3 separate regions of the Mus musculus genome follow, and regions 1 and 2 are each linked to region 3. Evidence: chromatin contacts called from public HiCAR-type and promoter capture Hi-C data. All regions are on one chromosome and are shown on one strand. Each heading gives the region's core, a stretch centred on a gene start, on an enhancer-like site or on the middle of the called end of the contact. The rest is flanking DNA. Distances are from core to core; before and after follow the strand shown. Region 1 holds the start of Necab1 (N-terminal EF-hand calcium binding protein 1). Region 2 overlaps Necab1 (N-terminal EF-hand calcium binding protein 1). Region 3 holds the start of Calb1 (calbindin 1).

What was found. Promoter capture Hi-C pulls out the DNA fragments that hold promoters and counts their contacts. HiCAR-type assays count read pairs that join an accessible place to other places.
Region 1: a contact with region 3 is called in a HiCAR-type map of astrocytes, with 3 times the contacts expected there. The contact joins the promoter of Necab1 here to the promoter of Calb1 in region 3. A contact is called at or near these places in 5 of 39 promoter capture datasets (cranial neural crest, hippocampal neurons, liver and 2 more) and 1 of 115 datasets of contacts at active chromatin or transcription factors (astrocytes).
Region 2: a promoter capture Hi-C map of second pharyngeal arch cranial neural crest shows a contact between it and region 3, with 5 times the contacts expected there. The contact joins the enhancer-like site here to the promoter of Calb1 in region 3. A contact is called at or near these places in 6 of 39 promoter capture datasets (cranial neural crest, frontonasal cranial neural crest, hippocampal neurons and 3 more), 2 of 484 Hi-C or Micro-C datasets (cerebellar granule neurons and cerebral cortex), 1 of 115 datasets of contacts at active chromatin or transcription factors (SST interneurons) and 1 of 9 other capture datasets (liver).

The regions. Positions count from the first base shown.
Region 1 is chr4:15,147,528-15,150,485 of GRCm38.p6, reverse strand. Necab1 (N-terminal EF-hand calcium binding protein 1) reads left to right here and starts at 1,355. Exons shown (of 13, transcript NM_178617.4): 1 at 1,355-1,668. The coding sequence starts at 1,570.
Region 2 is chr4:14,966,113-14,968,839 of GRCm38.p6, reverse strand. All of the region lies in intron 9 of Necab1 (N-terminal EF-hand calcium binding protein 1), which reads left to right. Among named protein-coding and RNA genes, the nearest start is that of Gm11837, 37 kb to the right of the region's middle. Within about 2 kb of position 1,314, at least 25 of the 459 cell types and tissues checked have an H3K27ac peak or open chromatin away from gene starts, as enhancers often do. A contact at or near this core is called in second pharyngeal arch cranial neural crest, where this site is marked.
Region 3 is chr4:15,879,709-15,882,618 of GRCm38.p6, reverse strand. It overlaps Calb1 (calbindin 1), which reads right to left and starts at 1,355. Exons shown (of 11, transcript NM_009788.4): 1 at 1,142-1,355; 2 at 585-661. The coding sequence starts at 1,220.

The DNA of each region.
Region 1 (2,958 bases), core at 106-2,605, 730 kb after region 3:
GATGGGTTGACTGGAATTTTTTCATGATTTTTCATTTCTTTTTGCTAAGCAATTGTCAGAGGAAAGAATCTATTCTAGTTGTTCAGATAAGATAACTCGAAGTTAATAAGGTATAAATACACAAAGATGCAAGACTAATAGTCCTCAAAGCACAGCTCCAATCAATATCTTCTCTAATCATGTTTGTGACTCTAGACTTAATGAAGCTCTGCGTTTTATCCCTGGACTTTACAGGTCTGAAGTCACTGACCTTTGCTTAATTTCTGTAGCTCTTCTTCTTTAAGTGCTTATTAATTCTGGGCTCATAAAGATTGCCTGAGACGCTTTGAGAGAGGAAAAATACGCTAGGGACAACCACATGCTAACTGAACATGAATCCAGAAGTGAAACTCAGGCCTTAATTTGTTTGTTTGTTTGTTTGTTTGTTTGTTTGTTTTGCTTTTGTGGGAGTGAGTTCCTAACTCCGAGTACGAATAAATGTACCATTGGAAGGGTGCAGCTCTTAAAAGCCTTTGATGCACCCCAGCTCAGAAAGTACGATCTTCTAGGTCTAGGCACGAAGAAAGCCTGCAGGAAGAATGACAATTCATTCATCTGTTAGGACATTTTGAAGTTGACACACACTCTAAGTGACACACAGTCCAACGTTCAGCCAGAGTTGCAAACTCACTCTCTGTAAACAGTAGATTCAGAGCAGCCGGGAGGTAGGGAGGTTGGAAACGCCAGAATCCATGGTGTTGGAAGAAGGCTCATGGCCAGGACGACTGGCGCAAGGCAAGTTATCTCCCTACATTTTGTCTGTGTTGTGCCGGGCTTGCCTCTCCCTCCCTACACCTGATAGTGCCAAGTGTGCAAGCAGTGGAACTATAAGCTAAGCACCACCCTGGTGATCGTTTTGCCGATTCGTAAACACTAAGCTTTAAAGATTTAGCAATTTGCTACACCACAAGATAAAAAAGCAACTAAGGCAGATGGCCAGACCCAGTGCCTTAATCCAAAACTGAACTAGCTATCCCTTCCAGGACAGAATCCAGAAACCAGGTTGGGCGTGGGGAGGAGTGAGGGGGGCACAGAGTTCTGTTTCCATCAAGGATGGAGTAGGCAAAACTCGATTCCTTCTTCCCACTCATGGTTTTCCCTCAGTGCTTCTGACCCCCCCACCCCCCCACCCCACCCCCCTCTGATGCTCAGGACAAAGCTTGATCTGCTCTGTCATGTAAAGTGCGGTGTGGTGGGCAGGGTCCAGAAGGTTACCTCTGGCAAGTGACTAAGGGCTTGTCAAGGCCAGGGAATGCTCACTGGCAAGGGGAGTTACAGTGTTGCTAAGTCGGATCCCCAGTGAGGTGCAGTCAGCCACGGGAAGGGGGCGGCGAGAGCTAGCGTGCTGAAGCCTAGAGGCGGGAGAGGGAGGAGAGTCCGCGCAGAGCAGAGGGAGGCGCGCGCTCAGAGCGAACACCCACTTGCATCCGACCCTGGTGGCGCGGCGCGGGGAGGCAGCAGCTGAGACAGCACCAGGTCAGAGCCTTTGCATCCCGCCCAGTCTGCCCGCCAGCGCCAGGACCGCTGAGGATGGAGGATTCCCGGGAGACTTCGCCTTCCTCCAACAACTCCTCGGAAGAGCTCAGCTCTACCCTGCAACTGTCCAAGGGCATGTCCATCTTCCTCGACGTAAGTATAGCTGAAGTAGTTAGGTGGGCGCATTAGGCATCACCTCTGTGAGAGGGGAGGGGTCAGGAGCAGCGGTTGGCTGCTGGCATTGCTATCAGACCTCCACTCAAACTATCTCCTATCTGCTGTTCCCCAGAGGACCCTAGGCAAATAAATGCAAGAGAAAGGACTGCCACCCAACTTGTAAAGAGCTGTCCCAGACCTGCAGCTTTGATTATAAGCTTTAAGGAGCCCCCAAAGTTCGACTTCCCAGAACCTAGGGCTTCTGCCCGGAATGGAGAGTCTCCCATTGAGCAGTGTAGGACTTGATTCCGGTCTCATCCCTGCTGCCCAATTTACTGGCAGGCACTCTCTCTCCCTTGTGCTGGGAGCGCTGACGGAAGCCTTAGACATTGTGATGCCCCTCCAGCTACTCCCAGCTACCTTCAAAAACAATTTCTTTGAACGTATTCGTTTTCTTATTTTACAACAGAAGCCAAGGTCTCTTTTATCATAATGATTTTTTTTTCTCTTTTGGTGCCCGCTGCCTTCCCTATTATTCTCCCCACCACCACCACCTGCCCTGCCTAAGTTGTAATTACTATCATTAACCTTCTCTTCTAGCTTTTGATGGTTTTCCCTATGGTCCCATTCCTTGCTTGGGAATTGACTTCCTTGCTTCGCATCTCTAGCCTGACCATTCTTTCCGTGCTATTTTGTCTCCTTATGCTGTAATCTCTCTCCCCCCCCCCCTCTTTCTCTCTCAGTTTTAGATTTAATTTGCTCCTAGATTCCGCTTCGCTTTGTCCCTAATGTTTGTTTCTCACCCGGCTGCCTTGTTTTGTTTCCTGGCTTTCCTGTTCCTGGGTTGCTTGCCTTCTGGGTTCTGGCTCTTCTAGCTGCTGTTCACATGTAAAATTCACTCTGTTCCCCCAGGTAGTGTCTGGCTTGCTCAGTGGGGACAGTTCTAGCCGCTCCTTTTTTAGCATGATGGAAAATGGGCAAAGCATGCAAAGGAGCCTCGTTTGTCCCTGCCCCTCCCCTTCTCTAAGCCATCACTCCTTATTAAAGTCCAAGCATGAAGGAGGTGGGCCAGAGGCTAAATACACTTGAGTATGAAAAATGAAAATGTGAGGACATCAACTATCATAATGGCCAGTCAGGGATTTTGAAGATAATGGGGGAGGGGCAAGGAGTCTTTGATTTGTCGTGAAGGAATTATCTAGACTTTTTAAAAAATTGGCTGAGAAATTTATATCAATAATTAAAACTTGTGTAAGACTTAATCGAAGCTTCAACCCCACCTCCAGG
Region 2 (2,727 bases), core at 65-2,564, 910 kb after region 3:
ATCGCAGCATACGTGGTGCTGAAGCAGTAGCTGAGAACTATGTCCTGATCTGCATGTCAGTCAAGAGGGTGGGGGGAGAAGGAGAGAGGCAGGGAGGGGCGAGGCTGATTGGTCAAAGCTCTTCCCCAGTGACATACTTCCTCCAACAATGTCACACACTATTTCAGTAAAGACACATTTTCTAACCCTAATTCTGTCAAAGAGGACCACTTCCCTTGGTGACGTTGTATGAGCCTAGGGGCAATTCTTATTCAAACCACCACAAGTATAGTTTCTACAATGCAATCAGTGTTTGACAAATAATAGCTATTTAACAAGCACTGAGAAATTGAATGGAATAGGGAACAGAAGATCAGGGGTTGAACTGTAGTCTCTATGCTACATGATTATCAGTATTGGACAAGTTTTGCTTGTATTCCATATAATTCTGGTGAGTTGTCTTTTAAATTTGATCTTGCATTTTTGTGAGGCTATGTTCATACTTTCTGAATTTTTCTCTCAATCCTGAGACCTATACTTCCATGAAAGGCACACAGGCAGAGCTCTAGGGAAGTCTTTAAACTGAAATTGTTATAATGGTAATGAGATTTGTTGGGGAAAGCAGTTAGTACCCAACCCATTGTGAACTATTAAATGGGTGTATTTAGCAAAATTTTTTGTTGCTGTGGCAAAATATTTGACAAAAGCAACTTAAGGAATAGTAAGAAAGACCTTACTGTTTAGTTGGCCTTTGAAGGTATACTGCACCATAGCAGAGAAGTAAGCAGCAGGACGTGGAGGTGGCTGGTTATATTGTGTCCACATCAGGAAGCAGAGACTAAATGTTGGTGCTCAGCTTGCTTTCACCTTATTCAGAACAGGACCACAGCTCAGAGAATGATGCCCACTACAGTTAAGCTAAGTCATTCCAGCTAAGTTAACCCAATACAGAAACTCCTTCACTGACCGTTTGTCTCTTAGGTGATTCTAGATCTGGTCAAGTTATTGGTATCAAACATCACAAAGGGTTACGGCATTCTGAATAGCACATGTTGTAAATGGGCAAAATATGATAGCCTATTGAGGTTTGGTCTCTTGCTGTATACTATAATGTTAAATACTGGCCCTCAAGGTCTGGTGGCTCTCAGGAACAAGGAGATCCTCACATAAACCAAGTGATGCTGTGTAACTGTTGTAGCCCCTGAATTACTGATGCTATCTCTCTGTGGTTAATTGCCCTGCTTCTTGGAAGCCTCACCAAAGAGACTCCAATGTTGTAGACAGTTTGCCTCTGCATATTTTCCCACAGAAGCCCTGCCCCTTCTGTGGCAAGCACAGTATGCAGGCAGCTGGTTTCTGCACTGTGTCCCCCTGCAGCAAACCCAGGGCTCCCTCCCTGTCTCTAGCCACTCTGAGGAAACCCAGCCCAGGCTAGGATGACACTGCCCATAAACCCCCCTTAATAAAACACCCAGCGGAGCCAGATGCTAGCTTGAGCTGGCCTCCCTGCCTCTGTGAATCTAGCCCTCCCTCTGAGAGCTCTCCAGGTGCTTGTCTTTGAGACCTTTAGAGAAATAAATTCAAAGAAGATTAAGGCCCCACGTTTAAATCATGGAGAAAAGGTAATCAGAGGTCACAGATAGTTAATGCCCAGCCATAAAATTAGTCCCTGATAACCCCACAACAGACACCGATTTATCCCCCTCCCAGCTTCAGTTCTGTCCCACCAAATGATTACAGCCCTCCACTCCCCTTTTCCCAGAGAATTCAGGGGATTCCTAACTATACTGTATATAAACCCAATGTTTTACAGACTCAGCATCGCATGCCTGCATTTACCCTGTGAGTGTGGGGCATGTGATCTAAGTCAAGACTTGAAACACTAAAAAGACTTTTGCAAGTTGCAGTTGAATTCACAATTCTTGGGCTCAGTCTGGGTTTCCCATGGACTCAGGGCATAACATAACCTTGCTCCCCAAGTTATCCCTGATTGGTCAATAAAGATGCCTACAGCCCATAACTGGACAGAAGAGAAGTAGGTAGGACTTCAGTTCCCAGGCCTGGAGTCTGAGGCAGGACCACTCTGACTGAGGAAGAGAAGGTGGAAAGAGAAGAAGATGCCATGTGGTAAGGGATCCTAAGAACTGTCCATGAGGGCTGGCCAGTTGGAATAAGTAGCCCAAGCCGAACATGGCAAGTCATATCTTGGGTTTATTTACAGGGAAGTAGACAAAATAGCCATGGAGGGTTAAAAGCTGCCCAGCACTAGTGCCGTTAAAGCTTATTGTAAATATGAGTTTTGTGTCTTTTATGTGGGAACTGAATTATCTAAGGCAGATTAGAAACCCCCCAATTAATATTAATATTTGCCACAATACCTTTTAAATCACTGGTGAAGCATTAGAAATGCATCAGTAAGCTCACATTCTTAAAAAGCAAATTTGTAGTAACCGCCCATTATCTGGTGTCACAAAATATCCAAGAAACTGAGCTATGCAGAGACCCATAGAAGTTCTCTTTAAAACTTAGCAGCTTTGGGGCAGTGGCAACGACTGCCCCATCAAATGCACTTCGGGAAGTTTTAAGATGCTGGTGCCTATGTTCTGCTACCTCTGCCCCACAGAGAGGTGATGCTGAAATCTCCTGGGTGATTCTAATTGGCTGTCTTGCTTTGAAAGAGGATCTGTCTCTCGCAAAGGGCACTTTGTTTAGCTTCCGTTGCTACATAGTTTCAGGCTTCTGTATCAC
Region 3 (2,910 bases), core at 106-2,605:
AAAAACCATTTCTTGCTAAATTCTCACACTTATTATGAATTGGTTATCTTTGCTCAAGATTAAGGGTCAAGGCAAGCTGTAGTTTCACCCCTCCCCCACCCCGTTCCCAGCTACTCTGACTTCGCAGCAGAAATTGGCACTAGAATCTGCAGATCTGTTCCTGACCACCAAGGGGCAGGAATGTATTTCTACCCCTTCCTTATCGTCTAGAAAAGAGAAGTTAGAAATCACACAACCAACTCAGTGGTGGAGGTGGGGAATCTGACGAAGGGTCTTGCACATCGACATTTCCTTTTAAGACCTATTAAGGAAAGGAGGATTATAGAAATATATGACTGATTTAAGATGATAGGGATTTTCTCTTTAGACACCCTACCACCACCACCAAACACACACACACACACACACACACACACACACACACACACACACACACACTTTTTCTCTTGACGCAATTTGGAAATATGTTCTCTCTCGCCTTTCTTAGTAGGTAAGCCTTTACTTTCTCCCACAAAACCTCTTTTATGAAACACAAGAATAGGTATGTCTTAGGCTTGAAGGGTCCTGCTCAAACTCAAGCCTACCAATCCAGCCTTCTTTCGCGCCTGCAGAAGCTCCTGGATCAAGTTCTGCAGCTCCTTTCCTTCCAGGTAACCACTTCCTGAAAAGACAAAGAGACACCCAGGTGTCAGATGTCTCTTTCTAAGTTTCTTCTCGGTTCTTTCCAGGACAACCGTCCTGGGAGGCTATGTACAGCCTGAGCACCGATTAATCAGCAATGAGCCGCCGCAGCGCTTAGCTTCCTAGGTGTAAAACTTCAACCGCATAAAGGGCATAGGAGGGTAGCAGGGGTGCTGGGGATGGTGTTTGAAACTTTTGGGGACAGGGTTTCCCAATCTTTGCTTCTGTCCTACCGTTACCGTTCCTAGAAAGGTGAACGCTTACAGCACGGGGATGGCGTACACTCAGTGTAAACTTCCAGGATGATGGGTAGGCAGTCAGGGGGAGACGAGATTAGACAGGGTGAAGGAAGACGGAAAAGAACAGAAAAGGATGGTTGGGATGAACAAGCACAGTCGAAGGGAAGAGCAGGGAAGGAATGGGGACGGGTCTTGCAAGGGTTAAAAAAGAAAATAATCACCGTCAGCGTCGAAATGAAGCCAGATCTCAAAAAACTGTGAGGCTGTGATCAGAGATGACTGCAGGTGGGATTCTGCCATCGTGGTGCAGCGGCTAGTTTGAGAGTGCGCGGAGCGCGAACCTCGGGCGAGAGGGCTGCGCAGGCTGAGCTGGGCGCGGCGCGGCGGGGCGCTGTCCGCGGTGCTGCTCCGTTCGGGCGTCCTCCGGAGTTCTCCGCACCCCGCACCCAGTTCTCTGTATTTATCCCGCCGGCCCCAGGCCGGGCCACGCCTCCTCCTGCCTCCTTTTCCTAGCTCCCGCCTCTTGCTCTCACCAACCTTCTTCCCCTCCCCTCCGATTTCTCTCTTCCCAGGAAATAGCTGGAGCTGGAGTTTTGGAGTCTAGGAAGCAGCAGGTGGTGGGGATCCCTTGCTCAGACTCATTTCTCCTCACATCCCCCAGGTTCAGGGAGGCTTTCACTCCTGAATGTTAGAGTAAAGCAACATACCTAGAATTGTTTGATTTTTTTTCAGATGGAAGGGAAAGCTGACTGATAAACCACGTCAGTGGAGATTTTGTCTACTTAGTATTTATCGAGGCAGTTGAGTATTTGAACAAAATCAGATGTCAAGTGTTAGTTTAATTTGATTAATGCATACGTTGCTGTGGTTAATTGTAACAATGCTTCATATTGCGCTAATGGAGACCATCACGTGGCTGTTTAAGATGTGAGCTATGCTTAGAGACAGCAGAATGCAGGAGTCTGCTGCTCTTGCTGTTGTTACTTTTTGAGCTTGAAGCAGAATTATTGGAATGTAGTAGAATTAACTTATAAGAATTTAAGATGTTAGGAAGGAAGTGATTTTATCGATGCCATTAGTTACTTGCATCTTACAAAGTAGAAACTGAAAGAAATGTCACCAGGCTAACCAGTGACTCCGTAGCAGCCCCACTCACTGATTTTACAGCTGCGCTGCTTCTATCTCTAGGTGAGGGATTTTTTTCCAGAAACTGGAAATCATTAGAGGTGGGAAAAATATCCGGCTACATGTTACAATTGGTATTTTAATATGACAAATACTGTATTTAGGTTTTCTTTTACGTAAGTATTTCTAAGTTATCTAATTGTCCATCTTTTGAGACCTTATGGTCTGCTGAAAATGAACCCTATGTGTCTGGTTACAGTAACACAAAAGCAAACCAGTGTGGTATAAACTTTCAAAACGAGCTCATGAAGCGCCACAGGTTTCACGTGTGTCATAGAATATGGAATTCACCACATTTGTGTTTCCTCCAATAGTGGGATTGTGAGGCAACCAATTGTCTTCTCCAGACAAGTCCTGCAGCCATGATACTCTAAAGTTTTCATGGATGTAAGTTTTGACTTTCATCACCTTATCTGATTCTCACACAAATCTCAGACTGATATTATACACAAAGCAAGCCAAACTCTGAGAGGATAACAAGGATATTGTTTTTACTTAAAAAGATTATGTGCATGCCCAGTTGTTTATATTTTCATCCATTCAGTGAACACTTATCAACAGCTTTTGGGTCAGGTACTTTGCTAGGTCCTGCAAGTAGTGCAATAAAACGTATTAACCTTACCTTCTGTGGCTTACAAAGGTAAAGGGGCATTTGACCCAATACACGTCAGTTACTTTTGTTCATATACCTCTTAATTTCCAGGGAAAACTGAATCTCAGCCTACCCAAGTCACATCCTCATACAAAAGTTTGTTCCTCGGTAGACACTTCCTCCATTAGCCCATGTTTACATAACATAGTTTTC